Regions from separate parts of the Mus musculus genome. Here region 2 is linked to region 1. Evidence: chromatin contacts called from public HiCAR-type data. All regions are on one chromosome and are shown on one strand. Each heading gives the region's core, a stretch centred on a gene start, on an enhancer-like site or on the middle of the called end of the contact. The rest is flanking DNA. Distances are from core to core; before and after follow the strand shown.

Region 1 (5,423 bases), core at 657-3,156:
ACTATAAATCAATGGTTCCCAATCTTTCTAATGCTTAGGCCCTTTAATACATTTCGCGTTGTGTTGATTTCCAATCGTACATTTCTTTGCTACTTCATAACTCGACCACTCTTCTGAATTGTAATGTAAATATCTGATATACAGGATTATATTCTGATCCCAGGTTGAGACTACTGCCTTAACTGGAGTAGGTTAAAAAGTACAAAAGGGTAGCCAGAAATGGTGGAGCACACCTTTATCACAGAACTTGGGAGGCAGAAGCAGGTAGATCGGAGTTCAAGGCCAGCCTGGTCTAAATAGGAGACTCCAGGACGGTCGGGGCGACATAGATATTCTGTCTCAATAAGGAAGGACAAAGGGATCAAGAGCTGACATTTTAATGATGCCCTTTTCCCAAACTACTGGGTAACTTAAAATAATTTGCTTGGGCCAGGCATGGTGGTGCATGTCTTTAATCCCAGCACTCGGGAGGCAGAGGCAGGCGGATTTCTGAGTTCGAGGCCAGTCTGGTCTACAAAGTGAGTTCACGGGCAGCCAGGGCTGCACAGAGAAACCCTGTCTCGAAAAAACAAAACAAAACAAACAAAAAAAAAAAACTTGCTTGACACAGGAGTTAGGGCCCACTTTTAAGTCAACTGTGCCATTCTTGAGGGCCAGACTGAAGTGTTGTTAGAAACCGTAGGAATACAACCTACATACTCCCCGAACCATCAACTGAATACTCAAGTGTTTATAAATTTTACTGTATGTGATCAAACCAACAGCATACCAAAAAAAATTTTTTATATTGGAATAGTTCTACAAATTGCTATTTGCAAAGAAAAATAAACAGGAGGTGCTCGTGAAGGCGGGTAAGAAAATACGTGTAGTGATTTAAGACTCCATCTGTGTTTCTCTTCCCTCCAGCGGAAGCGGAAAGCCAGCCAGTTTTAGCCCTTTCTTACTTAACTTGCTTAGGATTGAGGAGGCACGAATTTTCAAGAACTCTTCAACTTCTTTCACCTTCACAGCTGGAAAAGGATCAACACCAACAGTCAGGCGGGAGGGGCGCAGAGTTTTAAAGAGAAGGGCTTCTGGACCTGGAATCTGGGAAGACTGGTGCCTATGGCTGAGCAGGGGGGGTTAATGGACCTTGGTGTGTCGGTCTTTCCCTACCTTCCTGCCATTTAAGGGCTTTGGAAAGGGATACCCAGGGACAATGTAGTTTCCTGGTGTTTGGAAACTGAAAGAAATTGTGAGAAGCTGAGACTCTCCCGCGGCTTACTCCCCAGGTGGGTCGTCAAAATCCCTTACCTCTTTGGAGTTCGTTTTCTTTGTGCCAGGCCGCCATGTTCAAGAGAATATTTTTCATTCGCGTCTGTGCACTGGGTTGTCCAAAGATGGTGATTTCAGCTAGGTTCCCAGAGTTGACGGAGTCCACTGTCAGCAGGGCTTGGCACATCCACTCTATTTCTGAGATTTCCGCTTGGTCTGTGCCTAAACAGGTGAGGAAGAGACTCTAAGCAATTAGAACGGCTTCAGATGGGAAGGCGCGGTCTTTGAAGGGCAGATTAGACTGAGGGATGGGGCATGGACTTGCTGCCCCTAGCAGAGTACAGAGAGCTAACCCAAACCTTTGCTGCCCCTAAAAGGATACAGAGAGCTAACCCAGACCCCCCTGGGGTGAGCTCACCTATGACCCTTTCTGCCACCCAGGCTTCCATGTAGAGCACCAGAGGATTACTGACTTCCTGAATTGGGAACCACCAGGGCCGAGTGCGAAGTCTCAGGGACACAGGCAGGACGTTAAGCAGCTTCTGAGAGTCAGAGTCTGGCTTGGCGTCAGCATCAGCCGTGTGGGATGCCATACTGCAAGCAGGAGGACGGGGCGCTGCTTGGCAGCCGGTCTGGTCTCGCTTTTCAAAGCTGCCCAGCCCGACCCCGCCCCTTCTATGCCACGCCGGCGCCCCCCCCCCCCCTCCAGCAAGGCGCGCACCGCGCAAGTGGGTAGGCTGGGTCTGCCAACACTAACAAAGGTCCTCTACCAGGTCTTCAGACTGTCACATTCTAGGCCCTGCCCAGGATACTGCTGACACGAAGAATTTGATTTGGTGGCTTAATTGGAATCACCTCCTGTGCTCTACTTAATTCCGTGTTACTTTCAAAGATATAGCCCAGGGTAGGCTAGTAGAGTCTGTAGAATGTGCCTCGTCTGCTGTCTGAATTGTTACCTTTAGAAATCCTTTACAACACAGATTCGTGTTTTAATCTAAAAGACAGAAGTGGGTTTTGAAACAAACATCACAAGTTTGACAGATTTTATTTCTAATCCTGTGTCATTTCTTCTTTAAGTGGAATTAATTCCTGATTAAGGTTTTTTTTTTTTTTTAATCATTTTAAACCTAATACAACGATGTCTGTCAAGGTTTGCATGTCTCGCTGGTTGTCATTCCCTGTCCCGAGGGCTGCTCTGTTTCTGTCAGCAGTGCTGACAAGCCTGCCTGCCCTCTGGAAATACAGAACAGCTTCCCGCAGGTCCATACATTTGCTTGAGCTGTTTTCTGGAGATGCTCCCAGCTGAAGTTACTTTTACTTAACAAGCACACACCAGCCCTGTCTCGAAAAACCAAAAACAAAAACAAAAACCAACAAGCACACACCAAGCCCAACCCTATGTTACCCTCCCCCGACACCACCACCACCACACACACACCCTGTGTCTGTATTTTCAGATTCCCTTAGGGAGCTGGGGCTAGCCACAAGTGTTGTTTGTCTGCATCAGTTTTTCAAAGATCTGTGAGGAAGACAATCCCTGACCATTCTCATCTGGACGACAGTTAATTTGTGATTTCCTTTTGTTTTGGAGGCAGAGTTTTTTGTTTGTTTGTTTTGGGGGGTTTTGTTGTTGTTTGGTTGTTGTTTTTTAATCCTAGCATCCCAGGTAGATAATATCACTGTACCTTACTTGCTAAGCCCATGCCAGCCCCCAGAGAGTTAAAATGCTCCCACTCTTTGATAGGCTTGGTGGGTGGGGGGAGACAGGAGTGCCAACTGTCTTAACCTCCAGCTGTCTGGGTTTGAGTTTGATTAAGAGGAAGGTGGAGGTCATGTGACTATTGCACCTCATTTTATCTGTAGCCTTAAACTCTTTGTACCCAACCCAAGCCAAGCAACAACCAAGACTTCCAACACTTTTGTCTCCCCTGTTATCTCTGGAGGGACTGGTCAGAACAGCTTACAGTTCGTGCAGCAGGGTACTGTGAGAGATCCATCCTGTTTTCTCTAAGTTTTATTCTTTCTTGTCTTGCTTCTCAGTCTAATCTTAACTCCTTGTGTTGGGGCAGGAGGCAGAGAGAATCGCTTTCACAACACCTAGGGATGTGTAGCCGTTCAACATCAGCATCTTTCTCCAACTCTTTTCCTGTTCTCTGTATCCAGACATGCTCTCACTGAACCTGACACATCCTCCAGGCTGGGCTGTCTGGCCAGGAAGATCTAAGGATGCTCAAGTATTGTTCCAAACCAGATGCATTTTAGCCTGACCCCAGACCTCATGTCACCCACATACCCAAACCCCTCTGGGTTTCTATCTCTCTGGAAGAGCTCCTGTTAAGTTGAGGACAGTTTGTTGGAAATATCTCCCACTGAGCGTCCTGCTGCCTGGTTGCTAAGGCCTGGAACATTGTAACATCCCCTGCTAGAGAACTCTACTACTCAGCTACATCCCTGCCCCACTATACTGCAGAAAACAAAAAATATTGTATAGCAATAATCTTAGGATCCGCAGCTGAGTGTGGCTGGCAATCCTCTGGGAGCTAAGGAACTTCACAAGGTTCAGAAAGTGACAAGATTCACAAGGTATCTTCCATGTTATATGTCATAGACACCTGGCAGGTGCAGGTGTCTTCCATGTTCTATATTCCATAAACACTTGGCAGGTGCAGGTGTCTTCCATGCTACATACACTATAAACACCTGGCAGGTGCAGGTGTCTTCCATGCTACATACACTATAAATAACTGGCAGGTGCAGGTGTCTTCCATGTTCTATATACACTATAAACACCTGGCAGGTGCAGGTGTCTTCCATGCTACATACACTATAAATAACTGGCAGGTGCAGGTGTCTTCCACATTATATATGCCATAAACTCCTGGCAGGTGCAGGTGTCTTCCATGCTATATACACCATAAATACCTGGCAGGTGCAGGTGTCTTCCATGGTATAAACACTATAAACACCTGGCAGGTGCAGATGTCTTCCACATTATATATGCCATAAACAACTGGCAGGTACAGAGGAAACTGGTGAAACTGAGTGCAAGTGTGTGGGGAGCTATTTAGGTATAGGCTTTGTCCCTTCCATCCCCATGTATTGATGAGGGAGGACTACAGTTCTTTCATGGATGGGGCACATCGACTACCTCTTTTCTGGCCTCCTATTTCATACAGTAGTTCTATCTAACTATCTCAATTTTTCAAGGCAGGGTTTCTCTCTGTAGCCCTAGCAATCTTGAAATTCACTCTGTAGTAGACCAGGCTGGCCTCAAACTCAGAGATCTGCCTGCCTCTGTCTCCCAGGTGCTGGGATTAAAGGCATGCACCACCACCCCAGGCTGTTAATTCATGTTTTTCAATTACAACAAAATGAGGTGTTTCGTTTTGACCTTTTAATATCTGTACAGCGTGTACTTTGTTCATTCACATACTTTATAATGGTTGATAGATGTCATGGTAGGAACACTGCCAGGGACCAATCAGTTTTGTTCTCTAGTAGGTGATGTTTGGCTGGGCTCTCGGGGGTTCTAGAGCAAAGGTGGGTAGCAAAGATGGCCCAGAATACTCATCCACTTGAAAGCACAGCAAAGCACTCAACAGAGCGCATACATAGTCACATGGTATGGAGCCTGACCACCCCCCCACACACACACACACACACACCCGGAAAATCTAGGAGAGTCAGAAACAGAAGAGTCTGTGCCTTTCAGGGCTAAGCTGTGGCTACTTACAGCCATGATACTTTCTCCCCAGAAGGATGCCCATTTAGAGCCATGGGCCTTGTAATATTGTTCCTCCGAAGAGTAGTTTGTCTTGACTTGACTTTTCTAAGGATTCTGGAATTTTCTAACATTCTGTTCCTGCTTTTGGCCAGGCCTTGGCTAGGTAATAGCTGGACCTTAGAGGTTCATTTTAGAGGTATCCCATGGAACCTTTCTTCATCAATACCCCTGCTGGTCTTCCCTGAGAGACCCCAGTGCTAAGAATACATTGTGAACTAGGGTTCGGCTCTGTATGCTCTTGGGGGTGAAATTTGATGCTTATGTCCCTTGAGGAGAAATGACCATTCAGAGGTTTCTCTGAGTCAGGTCACGGCAGGCTTGGTCCTTACAGGAGTTCTATAATCATTTCACTTTTTTTTTTTTTTTTTTTTTTTTTTTGGAGACA
Region 2 (4,696 bases), core at 527-3,026, 1.3 Mb after region 1:
TGCAGTCCGCAGTTGTGCTCACGAAAAGTTAAAGAGTGGTAACCTACCCACAAAAATCGGTGTGCAGTATTTGGGGGGGGGGGGGGTGTTAAAAGGGTGAACAAAAAACTTGAGTTAGTCTAGTCTTAGTCTAGTGCGCCACCTATCGGCTTCCTGTCTCAGCATCAAGAATGAATCACTTCTCTTTGGGGTATCTGATGAATAACTCAGCCATCTCAGCCAGCCAAGAATTCCGTTCGTATACGTTTTAAAGAAAAACTTCTCTCTCCTTCTTAGCCAAAACATTTATCGGAGTGCTTAGCAACACTTCATTGAGCATTCTCAGACATAGATGTCTGAAAGCGGTAGCCCTTACGTGGCAGTAGGATTTCCCTCACTTCCCCTCATGAATGAAAATGAATCAACTGCCCGGAGTGGGGGCACTATGGGAACTGGTCTCTTTCGGACAACTTGCCCCTCCCCCACCCCTTGCTGGAAGGAGCCAACTTCTTAACTCTCTCAATTTAACTTTTTTTTTCAAACGCACACACAGGCACACAAATGTTTCGTGGGCCCATCTAGAGTCCAGGCGTCACCTACGTCTTCTATAAAGGCTACCTAGCCAAGGACGAGCTTAGACTTGTTTCTTCGCCCCCCTCCCCCAATCCTACCCCAGTATTCTTTAGAAGACCCTAACCTTGGAGCTGAGAGGAGGTGTATGCCAAAGATCTGAATTGGTCAGGGGATGGTGGCTGAGGAAGCCAGATGCAGGTCCCATTTGTCAACTGCTCTCAAATGCACTGACTCCACGCACTCTGATCTGTGCACTCAAAGACTGGAGGAGAACCCTCCTCAAAGGTCCCATTGACTGACCCTGGGTAAAACTTAATCCCAGTGCATTCAGGAGGAACCCAAAAAGGAAGTCTCAGAAGCTGCGAGAGCTGGCCTAACCCAGCAGCACTTTGAAAGCAGTGGAGGATGGAGCCAGGGCAGCTCCCCCGAGCATCTGGAGATGCCACTAGCGCCTAGTCTCCCCAAGCTGGAGCGCTTTCCACTGGCCCTCCATGGAATTCTTCGCGGAGCGTACAGTACTTCACTTCGTTTTCTGGCAATGCCTTGAGTCCCTGCTGCAAGCCTGGAGTCCCTGGCAAAGCCACCAGATTATAAAGAGCGACCTATGCAGCCCGTGCACTTCACTGAAAGCGACAGAGACTATAGAGGACATTGCCCTACAGATGGATACACTGAGTCCCACTTGGCACACAAGCAAGCCACCTTTCCTTCTCCCTCCAAAACTCCAAAGAAACCGCCAAACTCCTGTGCCACAGATCTATCTCGGGCACACTAATCAATCGCTTCCAAAGCCAAGCAGCCCCTGCTGGGCATTCTGCCAGCCCCGGGTTAAGGTGCAAGCAAGAAGCCACTTTCCCCAGTTATCTTTGGGAAAGGGCGCGAGGGGTGGGGGTTGGGGTGGGGAACAGAAGCCAGACTGACCTGAGCCGGAGGTGACAGAGGGAGCGGGCGTCCAGCAGCCTGCGCGTGGGACCCCCCGGGCCTGGGAGGGCGCTGCGCTCCGGGAGCACCTGGCGGCCGCCGGTGTGGAAAAGGCGATGGGAGCACCCAGCAGCAGCGCCTAGTGCGCAGAGTGAGCGGAGGCAGGGGGACTGAATGCAGCTGCGGGCGGACGCGTCTGCAGCGGCCGCCTTTGCCGACTGGGAAGAGACTCCGCGCCGCGGGCTACTTAATAGAGGGCTGTTCCCGGCTCTCAGTTTACTCGGTTACGAAACGCCTGAGAAGGTGGAAGGCTGCCACGGGTGATGTATGCTCCTCGGCGGTGAAGGAGGTCTACTTTTGGGAACGTGTGCATACTTCGAGCATTCCTTCGGCGTGAGGTGGCGATCGCCGTAGTAGCAATGCCCCTCCGGGGGCGGGGAGGAGGGAGGGAGAGAGGGGGACAGCCGCAGCCGGGTTCCCTGCCAAGGGAGGCCGCGGACTCCTCCGCTTGGGGCGGGCTAGGGGGCTCGGGTTTCCCTAACCCAACGAGTTTCTTTAATACGTTTATTTTTCTAAAATAAGAACAATGGAGAAGTGGGGAACGGATCTTCGTTTCAGAGCAGCGGGATGGGCATCCCCTTTGTCCCTCACCATTGCATCTCCGGCCGCCACCGTCCCCACGTCCACCTTCCTCCCCCTCTGTCCTGGGTGCACTTAAAACCGATTTACAGGCTTTCCATTAACTAACTGTCTGTGCACGCGGCGGGCCTCTGTCTTTCCCAGTCTCCAAGGCGCGACTTTGAAAACTCCGACAGCCGCCTGCCTGCTCCCGGCTCAGGGCTAGGATGGCTTTCCCAGGCCTGTCTGTCTAACCTAGTTTTTCAGGATAGAGATGGGAGGCTTCGATTCAGTCTGGAGGGAGGGAGAGGAAAGTTATTGGTACCTGGGGGCGGGGGCGGCGGGGGCATCCCAACGGGACACTTAAGAACAAGTTTTATTCTCCTTAGAAATTTCTTGTCAGTTTAAGAGTAAAATCTGGCCCACGTTGGGGCTTCAGGCAGCTCTTCCCTAAAAAATTCCTAGAGGTGAAAAGGACGGAGAGGAGCTCGCTCGGGGACGCTCGCACGCAGGCGCGAGCTACTGAGAAGGCCAACTAGGAGCCGGATACTCCGCCAGCACACGGGCTCTTTTCTGCAGCTCCCCGGTTCCCGGCACTCCACCCCTTGGACGCAGTGGGAGTCTGGCACTTGAAGTTGCCAAATTGTACAAGACGCATGGGATGAAGTGTCCAGTAGTCACACGTTGTTATCCGGAAAGGGCTCGAAGACGGATTCCTACACGCGTTTGTGAGCTCAGAACTCGCTCCGCGAATTTCCCGCCCCTTGAAGCCCAGAGACGTCGCCTCAGCAGGGTTGGGCTAGTGGGTACTGGAAACAGGACAGGGCTCTAGACCCTGGAGTAGACCGCCCCTTGGTAGCAGAAGTTGCGAGCACACCTGACTTAAGCCTTTCTTCCATGCTTGATCTTACCTCTGCAGATTTGACTTCCCTGCTCTAGGCACATTAGTGTTGGAATTGACCAAAACTCTGCACGCTTTTTCCCAGTTCCCTTGCGCCTTGCCCCACGCACGGGCGGCCTCTGGCCAGAGCTAACCAGAGCAAGAGAGGAGCCTGGAAGAAAAGAAACGAGAAAAATGAGAATGGCCACCACCTCTGCACATTCTTGGAGCACGCAGGGCCCACTCAAAGGCCGCTGAGCAACTTGCACAAAGCGCCCACACAATGCGCAGGCTTTTCCCTCATGTCTCCACAGTTCTGGTGTCTGCCTAGACCCTCCAGCCAGGGTGTGAACGCATCTGGAAGATGCAAACACCAATGTATGCGACACAGCTGATCTTTTACATCCCTGTGATGCTCAGAGCCACCCAGGAGCAGCGAGCCCCCTCTTCATGCCTGAAGGGAACTCAGCTTCCAAGCCTGCTCTTCAGCAGGACATGCACATGTAGGGAAAAGCGTCCAGTATGGTCCCCAGACACGTAAAGGAAGGTGGCAACAAGACAGACCAGGGCTATGGTTCCAGCACCCCACTGTGAAGGTGAAGGACTACACCAGCCATAGAAGGACACACACACACAAGCACAATGACACTCCCTATCTAGAAAGGGAGAGCTGGACAAGTGGAGAGTGTCTATCCCTGTCTTCCTCTTGCTCAGTCTGCAGCCTGAAGACCGATTGGAAAAGACTTCTGGACACAAACATCCTCTCCAGCCTAGAGCTGCGAGCGGCAGGCACCCAGGCAGGGGCTCCTTTTGCTCAAGTCCTTTTTAACGGGGAGGCTGGGGGAGGGGGGAAGATATGCTGCAAGAAAGGTGGGTGAGGCAAACCAACAGCTACAGAAGCCCTTATCGCCTTCTAAAAAACAATCCCTGGACAAGATTTAGTGGTTCTAGGTGGGAGGCGGGGGGGGGGGGGGCGACTTGCTGGTGAAGGAGACAGTCACAAATGTATCCAAGCACGCTTATTCGCAAGGGGCCATGGGGCAATTCAAATCCTCGCAGCCTAAAGTCTGAATTGTTTGGTCTCCTGGGCCCTGTAAGCTTGACTCCAGTAAGGGGACAAACATGTTAGAACCCCCCCTCCTACCTGGTGCCTGTCAAAGGTGCGTTTGTTTCTTAACTCCCCTTGGAATCTGTTAAGTTTGCAGTAAAGCGGTGGGTTTTTGCTGACTGAAGCACAGCTGGTTGTATTTATTGAGTCTAGTTGCTTCCTGTGGGTCTTACTCCTGTGGCCATATCCCCAGGATCGGCCTATCCTCTCTCTCCCTCTCTTCTGTTCCCACCTCTTCTCCCTTCGAGTCCTGGGTTCCCGGGGGTTCAAGATCTACAGATCTCTTGTCACACAGCGCGACCTAGTGGATGACTAGAAATCTGAATCAAAATTATGGATTTTGAGAGCTGGGAACGATTGGAGGAAAAAAAAATCTGTCATTCAGCCACCTGGTTTTTCGGACTGATAATTGAAAGGGAATACAGACAAGGACTTGGCGTCAAGTTAAGGCACTCTGTAGAGAAAAGCCTGCCCCAGAGCTGTGAGGCTCTGGGCAGTTTTTGGAAATAAAATAAACAGGGGGGAAAGATCCATTTTAGGATGAAGCTGGGACACAGCACCAACACTAGCTTCTAGAAAACTAAAAGTGCATGAAATCAACTTAACTAAGGCCCCAG

The links. HiCAR-type assays count read pairs that join an accessible place to other places.
Region 2: a HiCAR-type map of astrocytes shows a contact between it and region 1, with 5 times the contacts expected there. The contact joins the promoter of Col12a1 here to the promoter of Ooep in region 1. A contact is called at or near these places in 3 of 39 promoter capture datasets (hippocampal neurons, liver and pre-B cells) and 1 of 115 datasets of contacts at active chromatin or transcription factors (astrocytes).

What each region holds. Positions count from the first base shown.
Region 1 is chr9:78,376,682-78,382,104 of GRCm38.p6, forward strand. Ooep (oocyte expressed protein) reads right to left here and starts at 1,907. Exons shown (of 3, transcript NM_026480.3): 1 at 1,673-1,907; 2 at 1,294-1,476; 3 at 222-1,010. The coding sequence starts at 1,847. The coding sequence ends at 874.
Region 2 is chr9:79,716,946-79,721,641 of GRCm38.p6, forward strand. Col12a1 (collagen, type XII, alpha 1) reads right to left here and starts at 1,777. Exons shown (of 66, transcript NM_001290308.1): 1 at 1,474-1,777.